Linked DNA regions of Mus musculus: regions 1 and 3 are each linked to region 2. A link is a contact called in public HiChIP or PLAC-seq data. All regions are on one chromosome and are shown on one strand. Each heading gives the region's core, a stretch centred on a gene start, on an enhancer-like site or on the middle of the called end of the contact. The rest is flanking DNA. Distances are from core to core; before and after follow the strand shown.

The links. HiChIP or PLAC-seq counts read pairs in DNA pulled down with a chosen protein or histone mark.
Region 1: a CTCF HiChIP or PLAC-seq map of pro-B cells shows a contact between it and region 2, with 16 times the contacts expected there. The contact joins two enhancer-like sites. A contact is called at or near these places in 4 of 15 datasets of contacts at CTCF or cohesin (the NIH/3T3 cell line, large pre-B cells and pro-B cells), 8 of 484 Hi-C or Micro-C datasets (CD4 T cells, CD8 T cells, bone marrow-derived DN2 thymocytes and 4 more) and 11 of 115 datasets of contacts at active chromatin or transcription factors (the 230-238 cell line, bone marrow-derived dendritic cells, cardiomyocytes and 8 more).
Region 3: a contact with region 2 is called in an H3K27ac HiChIP or PLAC-seq map of microglia, with 6 times the contacts expected there. The contact joins two enhancer-like sites. A contact is called at or near these places in 17 of 39 promoter capture datasets (the 3T3-L1 cell line, 3T3-L1-derived adipocytes, the C10 cell line and 11 more), 2 of 15 datasets of contacts at CTCF or cohesin (both in the NIH/3T3 cell line), 51 of 484 Hi-C or Micro-C datasets (3T3-L1-derived adipocytes, the AML12 cell line, B cells and 33 more), 11 of 115 datasets of contacts at active chromatin or transcription factors (VIP interneurons, bone marrow-derived dendritic cells, embryonic stem cells and 7 more) and 1 of 9 other capture datasets (embryonic stem cells).

Annotation. Positions count from the first base shown.
Region 1 is chr7:67,501,842-67,504,679 of GRCm38.p6, forward strand. No RefSeq gene overlaps it. Among named protein-coding and RNA genes, the nearest start is that of Gm34079, 18 kb to the right of the region's middle. Within about 2 kb of position 1,325, at least 44 of the 459 cell types and tissues checked have an H3K27ac peak or open chromatin away from gene starts, as enhancers often do. A contact at or near this core is called in pro-B cells, where this site is marked.
Region 2 is chr7:67,242,794-67,245,697 of GRCm38.p6, forward strand. All of the region lies in intron 8 of Mef2a (myocyte enhancer factor 2A), which reads right to left. Among named protein-coding and RNA genes, the nearest start is that of Lysmd4, 22 kb to the left of the region's middle. Within about 2 kb of position 1,283, at least 83 of the 459 cell types and tissues checked have an H3K27ac peak or open chromatin away from gene starts, as enhancers often do. A contact at or near this core is called in microglia and pro-B cells, where this site is marked.
Region 3 is chr7:67,563,209-67,565,929 of GRCm38.p6, forward strand. All of the region lies in intron 5 of Lrrc28 (leucine rich repeat containing 28), which reads right to left. Among named protein-coding and RNA genes, the nearest start is that of Gm23233, 6.1 kb to the right of the region's middle. Within about 2 kb of position 1,288, at least 19 of the 459 cell types and tissues checked have an H3K27ac peak or open chromatin away from gene starts, as enhancers often do. A contact at or near this core is called in microglia, where this site is marked.

The sequences.
Region 1 (2,838 bases), core at 75-2,574, 260 kb after region 2:
GACAGCCAATCAGGCTGCAACCATCAACACTGTGAACAAAAACAACCCTTTCCCCCCTTCATAAGTAGGTTATTCAAGGTGTTTTGTTATAGTACCAGAGAGCTTACTACCATACTGTGGAGTCATGAGAGTGTAGGGGCTAGATGCCAAGGTCTCTACTTTGACTTTCTTTCTCGTTTCCTCGCTCATCCATACATGTCTGATCTTTTTGAGCTATCCAAAAGTGAGGTTTTCTTGTGGGTAGCCCTGTCCCCAAGGTCCTGTATCTTGGGTAATCTCTTGAATTCCCACAAGCCTCTACTATATTTGGCACACAGTGTTGGCAGGTCTAGCCTGTGGTTGGATATCCTCACTGCCCCTGACTCTGCAGATTTCTCTAACTTTTAAAAAATCATTTTCTTTAATGTGTATGGGTGTTTTACCTCTGTGTGTATATGTGACTCACTCACATGACCTGTCCATAGAAACCAGAAGAGGGGGTCGGATTCTGTGAACGGGGGTTGAGAGTTGAGAGTTGCTATGTGGGTGCTGGGACTCAAACCTCGGTCCTTTGCCAGAGCAATCGGTGCCCTTAACGGCTGAACCATCTCTCTAGCCCAGACTTGGTCCATTTCTTACCATGTCTGGTCATACTTGTCTTCCCTCAGTCCCAGGACACACCCAGCATCTGCTTACCTCAGAGCTGCCCACCACACAGTTCTGTCTGGAGCATTCCTCCCTGGCCGTTTCCTGTCTGACGGCTTTGCATCCTTCAGACTCTCTGGCCACATCTGCCTCCCTCACCTCCTCCTTCTTGGGAACTTGTATTCACGTGGTCCGTTTTTGTTACAGTCAGTCTGTTTTTCCCTTGGGGATGGGCCCCAGTTCAGTACAGCCCACTCCAGTCCCAGAGTAAATGAGTAAAATTTAACCTTGAATCTCTTGCAATCAGGCTGTGAAATTTTAGCTTCAACTCCTCCATGTTCTTTGTCTAATGTGGGTGCAAGTATCTGTTCCCACAACACTCTCTCAGGACTGCTAAGGAGGGATGGCATTCCGGTGTACACAGCTCAGCTTGCTGGCTCAAGCCATGGAAGCATTGGCTTCCTTCTAGCATTGGGACTTCATTATTACAGACTGGCCTTCCAAGGTGTGCCCTGCCTCACACTTGTGCCCGGCAGGAAGAAGAGGCTGAGACCCTAGAAAGGAGTGGGTGGGGGCTGGTTTTGGTGACACCTCCTAGGGGCTCTGTTCCATCGACTCCCCCCACCAGCCTGGCCCCATCCGTGGGTCTCTCCACAAAGCCCACCAAGGCACGCTCTGTCTCCCCTTGGCTTTGAGGCAAGTCATCTTTTCACACTGCTGGTGTCTGTTGTAAGATCTCCCCACTTCCCTTGCTGCTCTCTGCTCCCTGATACACTGCCAATCTGTAAACGTTGTTTTGGTTTTTTTCCTTTGTTGTTTTGATGCTGTAAAGTCTGCCTTGTTAACACCAGGTGCTGAAAAATGAAAACTTATCTTATCCATCAGCATCATCAAAGCAAGGTGGGGTAGGATGGTTTCAACTAGTCCTGAGTGTCCCAAGGGCATCTGGCCTCTCATCAATTGCCCTCTCCCCGAGGGGCACAACACTATACACGAAAGCCCTGTGCAGCTGCCCTGCCTCAGCTCTGCTCAGTGAGGTCTCACAAGATGTGCTCGAGAGCTGGCACTTCTCTGCCGAGGGTGTACCTTCTGTTTCCTGCCATTTGACTGTGAGGTTCTAAGAATAGGATTTTTTTCTGGCAGCAGAGTTTTAACCACCTAGAAAGCTTCATTAAGCGTTCCCACTGCATTTTTTTAATTGAATTAGTAGCAAGAGAGTATTTTTAGGACCAAGGTGATTATTTCATGTAACAGATACATGTCTGGATATTCTTAAACCTCTATATAGGCCAGAACAGCTAGAGAGCAGGCTCCCTGAGTCTGAGAGTACAGTGGCTTGCTTCTTAGACTCGACATCAGCATGACAGCTAGTTATTCATTCATTCATTATTTATGCCCTCAATTTTTTTTTCCCTAAGCAGAGCAGGGAGGAATCTTTAAATGAACATGTAGCTGAGTCTGGCTTCAACTCCTGATAATGAACATGTATTAGAGTCCTCAACTCTGGATAATGAACATGGATCAGAATCTTCATCTCTACCTCCGAGTGCAGATATCCAGGCGTTCACCTGAGTACAAACCTTTAGGAAAGACTTTTTGTTTTGTTTTGTTTTGTTTTGTTTTGTTTTGTTTTGTTTTGTTTTGTTCTTATAGTGTTGTACAGAGTGGTGAGTCCTAGGTGGTTTTAAGTTTCCTTTTCGTTGCTGGTCTGAGTGTGACTTCTTCCCAGACTTCAGCTGCATTTGGGGTGTGTGTGTGTGTGTGTGTGTGTGTGTGTTTCAGAGGAGCCAGGATATCATTGGGTGGAGAATTTTTGTATAAGTACAAATAGCATCAGACAATCTTGCTAGGAAGGAGCAGCAGGTTCGGAAAGCAAGCAGCCTCACAGTCAAAGCTTGGGAGTGAGCATTGTCTTGTCAGCTACAGTGGCCATTTGAAGCTGAGGTACTGGACGGCATGTTCTCAAAAAGGCTCTAGTGAAGACCACCACATGAAACATTCCATGTAAAACTCTTGGGTTTTTCTGGAAGGGCCTTTCTGTACAAGAGGGACGAGAATTATGTCACATGTCAATATTGCTAATGAGAACAATGCAGTGCGCACTCTGGCCTCAGTTCCAGGTCAATGCTCTCCAACTGTTGACCGGCAACGCTGGCCTTGCCCAGCAGAAGCAGAGGACAGATCTATGGAGATGGTCTGCATTTGCATGTGGCA
Region 2 (2,904 bases), core at 33-2,532:
ATGGTATGGATGCCCCGGGTGGGGCAGTCGCAGTCTCTGGATGCTCCTTCCTTCCTTCCGTCTCAGCTCCAAACTTTGTCTCTGTAACTCCTTCCATGGGTGTTTATGAAGTTGTAAAGAGTGTGATTGACTACACTTTTTAGCGATCTTTCTTATCTTCATGATTTCTACATTTCAACACACTCAGAAACTATCTCTGAGATTCTGCAGTTAAGTGTCATTTTAAGGAAGGCAAAGTCACACAGTGTCACACATTGGTATGACAGGTGGAGAAACAGTTCAGGCTCAGCACTGAGTCAACAATTTCAATGAGTTTTTGAGGGAGAGACTTAATCTGGTCTCAAATAAAACTAGGTAAAAATAGTGTTCAGATGGTTCTGTGTAGGCTATCCCTACTCTGGGCTTTTTAGAGTTGCATCTTCATGGCAACTTCTTGGTATGACTTCAAAGACTGTAGAAATAATGACCCTCCATACTTGGTCTGCCCACCAGCTAGATCCCTGCAAGCAGTGTGTTCCGTGAGTAAGTGACTTTCAGAACCACTAGAGGGCAACACAGTGATAGATAATTAAAGCATTTAGGACAATAATTTAAGGGTAAAGAGCAGGGTCTAGTAAAAGATGAATTATTTCAGTTTGAACCATAATGCAACCATTAGTGGCATCCTTAACTCAAGAATTTCCCCCCAAAGATATTCATTGTATAATCTAGCATCACATTTATAGCTAATCAGTGAGTATATTTCATATACCAATCCAAAAATGAGCAAGCACAGAACAAATAAAAGATCATCTCTTATTTTAAGGATAAAGAACAAAGAAACTTATTTGAAAAGAAACTGTTAAAAACACACCAGCATGCATAAACATGTCATCATAAGGAAATGAAAATAGTGGGTGCCTTTACACCCCATGCTCACATGCACTCCTAACCCCTGCCCATGCTAACACTGGAACACTCACAAGTTTTTATTCCCTTTAAATCGGAGTCATCTAATTAGACTTGGAATGCATATGATGACATCTGTTGAGTTTGGGTTTTAGTTCCCAACATAGAGGTAAGTTATTTTTAGTCAAGTTTTTTTTCCACAGGAAAAAAACAACATAAAATATGTTTTGGATAAACAGGTAAGAGCTGCTTTTAAAGACTCAAACATTCCTCGTAAGAAGCAAATGTGTGTGTGTTCAATCACAGCCACTTCTTTTTGTAAACAGGGAACCCCCTTGTGGTTCCGACTGCCTCATGCAGGATGAGATAATCAACTCTGAAAAAGGTGACCTCACCAAAAATGATGTAATCTTTTTGAAAGAAAGAAACATAACACAAGATTCTGTGTTACGATCTCAGGGACTCTGAGGGTGAAGTCATTTTCTAAAAACACTTTAATAATTTCGAAAGCCACATAAGGTATTTTGTGTACTTCCTTAGCAAAAAAAGCTTAAGTATCTTGTGTTCATGGATAGCTATTGTTTTTACAAGTTACTTCAATATGTCTTCTCCTTTACCCATCAAATAAAAGGGACCAATATATACAGCAATAAACATAAACATAACTAGGATCAGTAGTGCCAGTAGGTGGATTTCTTGATTAAAAAATGTTTGGATAGTGGAAAACAAATAGAAAAATATCTTTGTAACAAAGGAACAAAGGTTAAATAAGAACATTTAAAATAATTAGTACTATTTATATATTTTTCAACTCTGTTCAAGCAGGAAACCACACTCACCAACTCCAATTCCTCTTCCTCCGACTGTACTCAGCACATAAGAGGGATAAGAGAGTTAACTAAGACTGTTGGAACTTGCAACAAGATCTTTCTTTAGAAAAACATGGCATTTGGATTCTAGTAGCTGTTTGCAACTTTACAGAGGTTCTATACATATCAAACGATGCATATAGTACTTGCCTCTACATTATAGTTGCTTTTTCAAAATAAAGGAAAATTCTTTTAAATTCTCTAGCCAATGATTTAAAGCCCCATCCTGTCCCTTAATCCCACCTCCTCTTACATGGGTCTCTCCTACACACAGCATTGCTTCTGAGACACTTCCAAGTTTAACACTGTGCACATATACATTTAATCCCTGCATAGCTACCCCATCTGGCCAGACAGTTTGTATACATGCCTGTCTACTACCAGACTCTATTGTTAGAAAACTGCTGTGTGTTTTATTTTCCCAGTGGCCAACACATTATAAGACACAGTAAGTGTTTACTAATAAATGCTATAGTTTTGAGTAATAATATATGTTTACCATTTGCAAATAACAGTGTTCCCATGAATAAAACTATCTTAGTGGGGTAAAGCCTTGCATATGACAAAGAAGAGACTGGAAGGGAACTGTTAAACTTTAAAAACAGTAAAAATGAATAAGACAGGTTTTCTCCTTTTAAGTGGTTATGAAATACTTCTATGCTAGAAACAGTCTGCTCATTGATATTTCCTATTTCACTTGAGTAAGTCAAGTTTCTTCCAATTTGTGAAGTGTCCTAAGCCTCACTGGTTTCTCTGCAAATGAATAAACTGATCATTTACTCAACAAAACAAGCACTCAGCGTACAAGTAGGCAAATATAGTTCAGCTGCTCACTTAAACATATCATTTTGTTATCTCCAATTTACAAGACAGATGTCAAAATAATATCAAACTCTTGCTGTATGTAAAATACAGTGTAACTTTACAGAGATAAGGGTATAAATAGCTTATATGACAGTTTTAATTTTCCATGGGGTTCATGGTTTTGTCTTTTTTTTCTGTGACTAGATATGATTTTATTAAGCAGTTTTCAAAGTCCCAAGTAGTTGGGTCTTTCTAACACACATTTCAGTGCCTTAAGTGACTTTGTTTTTTTTTTTTTAAAGAAAGCTCCTAGCAGGTACTGCCTACCTGCAAGGTGCTCAAG
Region 3 (2,721 bases), core at 38-2,537, 320 kb after region 2:
CTTGAAAACACTAATGGCAGGACCAGAAGGCAACAGAAAGACACAAATCAACAGAACTACAGACACCTGTAGGACAGAAAGCAATTGCAAAATTACTTGATATCCCAATAAGAAGAAAATCAGGAAAAGAGGGTAGAAACAACTGAAAATAGTGGCTAAATTTTAATCTAAAGATCCAAAAAGCTCAATAAAGACTATAAACACAAAGAAACACCTATATTCACATCCTGTACAACACTGTTAGAAACAGACTTCTCATGTTCACGGCAGCAAGACACCTAAAATCATAAAGCCTAAAAGCCAACAAAACTGAAGTTTTGCACTAAAAATACTTAAGGTGAGGGCTGGAGAGAGGCCTTAGGGGTATTAGCACTGGCTGAGCAAGCCTAGTAGCGTGAGTCCACTCTCAGCTCACTCCACAAGCACACCACGCACACACTCAAGACTGCTGTCTGTCTCTATCTGTCTGTCTCTCCCCTGCTCCATCACAAACTAAAAAATTAAGCTAAAACAACAACAACAAAGGAACAAGAATATTTATGAGTTACATGGACTATAAATGGCGAAATGACGGATGTAAATACAACTATATAAATAACTGTACTAAGTGTAAACTGAGCCAGGTGTAGTGGCATTTGCCTTTAATCTCAGTACTTTGGAGGGAGAGGAAGGTAGACCTCTGAGTTTGAGGCTAGCCTGGTCTACAGAGCAAATTCTAGGACAGCCAACGCTATACAGAGAAACTCTGTTTTGAAAAACAAAAAAATGAAAAAGGAAATTAAAAAAGCCAATCAAATGTATAAGGATGTTAGACTGCCTCTCAAATTCTAGCCATCGACAAATACCAGGCCAGACCCCTCCATCCGTTCAGCCTGGGCAGCTTGGATTTAAGAGGGCATTTCAGTCCAACAAAAAGGCTTCTAAACAAGTTTAAGACCAGAGAGGAAAGAGGGGCCTCTGTGAGTGCTGGGTACTCCAGAGGTGCCCTTGGTGGAAGGGTCATTGGTCCTAGCAGGAAGGGAGACCCAGCAAGGTCATTCTTAGACCCTGGGTCTAGTCCAGTAGCTAGAAAAAGGGACCAAGTGGCCATAAAGTCTCAGCCACTTTGATGGGGCTTTTCCACTGGGACCCTGTTGTCAAGCCCTTGGCCTCCACCTTACCAGGTGCCATTTCTTCTCAGAAGGCCACTGCCCAGGGCCCCAGGCCGCCCCTTATGGCCAGAGACCGGTTAAAGCCCCCCTAGTTCCTCCTTGTGAATAGAACTTCCTCTGCCCTAGCCCTTACAGTAGTGTAGAAGGCCACCCCCGCACCCCCAACCCTGCTCGTGTAGAATTGCCTATAGTATAGTGTGGTGTGCTTTTACGTCATGGCAAGTGGGCAGCGGTCAGTGGGCTGTGCACAGCCGTCTGTCCTTTGAATCTCAATCTGCCTGCTCGGCCCGTGCTGTGTTCTGTGCTGTGTCCATAAGCTGCTGCGACCCCTCCCGGTACTGACTTCTCTATAAAAGCTTCTCTTCGCATAGTCACGTAGCTCCTGCCCATCCCCCTTTGGATATCTCTCCAAAGTTTTATACTCTTTTATATGGCTTTTTGCTTTGAAATTTAAAAATAAAAAAGACACGATATCTATAAGAAGCACACTTTAGATTCGAAGGCACAGCTATGCTTTAAGTCAAAGGAGGAAAAAGCACAGTAGCAAACAACAACCACAGAGAAATGAGGTTAATTTTCTAATTATCTATCTATTATAGGATATGAGTTCCTTTAAGAGATAGAGGAATATTTCATAATCGTTAAATGATCATTAATTCAGGAGAAATCAAACAATAATTACAAGTATACAGATACATAATGAAAACTCAAAATGAAGGGACAAAAACGTCACAAGTGAGAAGAAAAAGTATCATTTCAACGATGACAAGGGAGCATGTGACACACCACTGTCACCAACCCACAGAGCCACAGCTCATGAGAATGGCAGGGATACAGTCGACTCAAGCTTTGCCATCAAGCAAACTGCTCTTTTGACACCCTAGCAACCACACCAGAAAACACACTCTGTTTGAGCACATGATGCACTATCCAGGGCTAACAAGGCACTACACCATTAAGTATGTCTCATATTTAACAGGACTGAAATCATACAGAGGAGGGACTCTGACCAAATGGGCATTAAAGTAGAAAGAAATCTGGGAAATCCCCCAAATACTTGAGAATTAAGCAACATATTTCTAAATAACCAACAAGTAAAAGAAATTGGAAAGAAAATTAGAAAATATTTTTGAGCAAATGAAAACAATCCAGACAAAATGCCCAGAGTGACAGGAGGGTAACAGGGGCATGGCAGAGGGTGGCTAGAGCTTGGCAGCTCTCACTAGGAAAGCTCCAGACGTGCTCCCGAAGCTCCCATCACGAGACAATGGAGGAAAAGGAATGAACACTAACCATGGGATAAGTGCGGAGGGCAAACTAAAGCTGCAACAATGAAGGAGAAAGCTCAAAACCGGAAACTCAATGGAAACAAGAGTCAGCTCTTAAAACACGACAAAGCTTAGGCAGGACACACACTGCGTGTGCTCTCAGTTGTCATTACCTGGGAAAGTCTAAACTCCTGAGCTAGAAAACAGACCACGGACTGATTGACAGAGCCTGAGGGGTGGACTCAGGCTGGCTTGCATACAAAGAATATAAAAAGATTCTGGGAAGGAGAGGCACTAAAAAT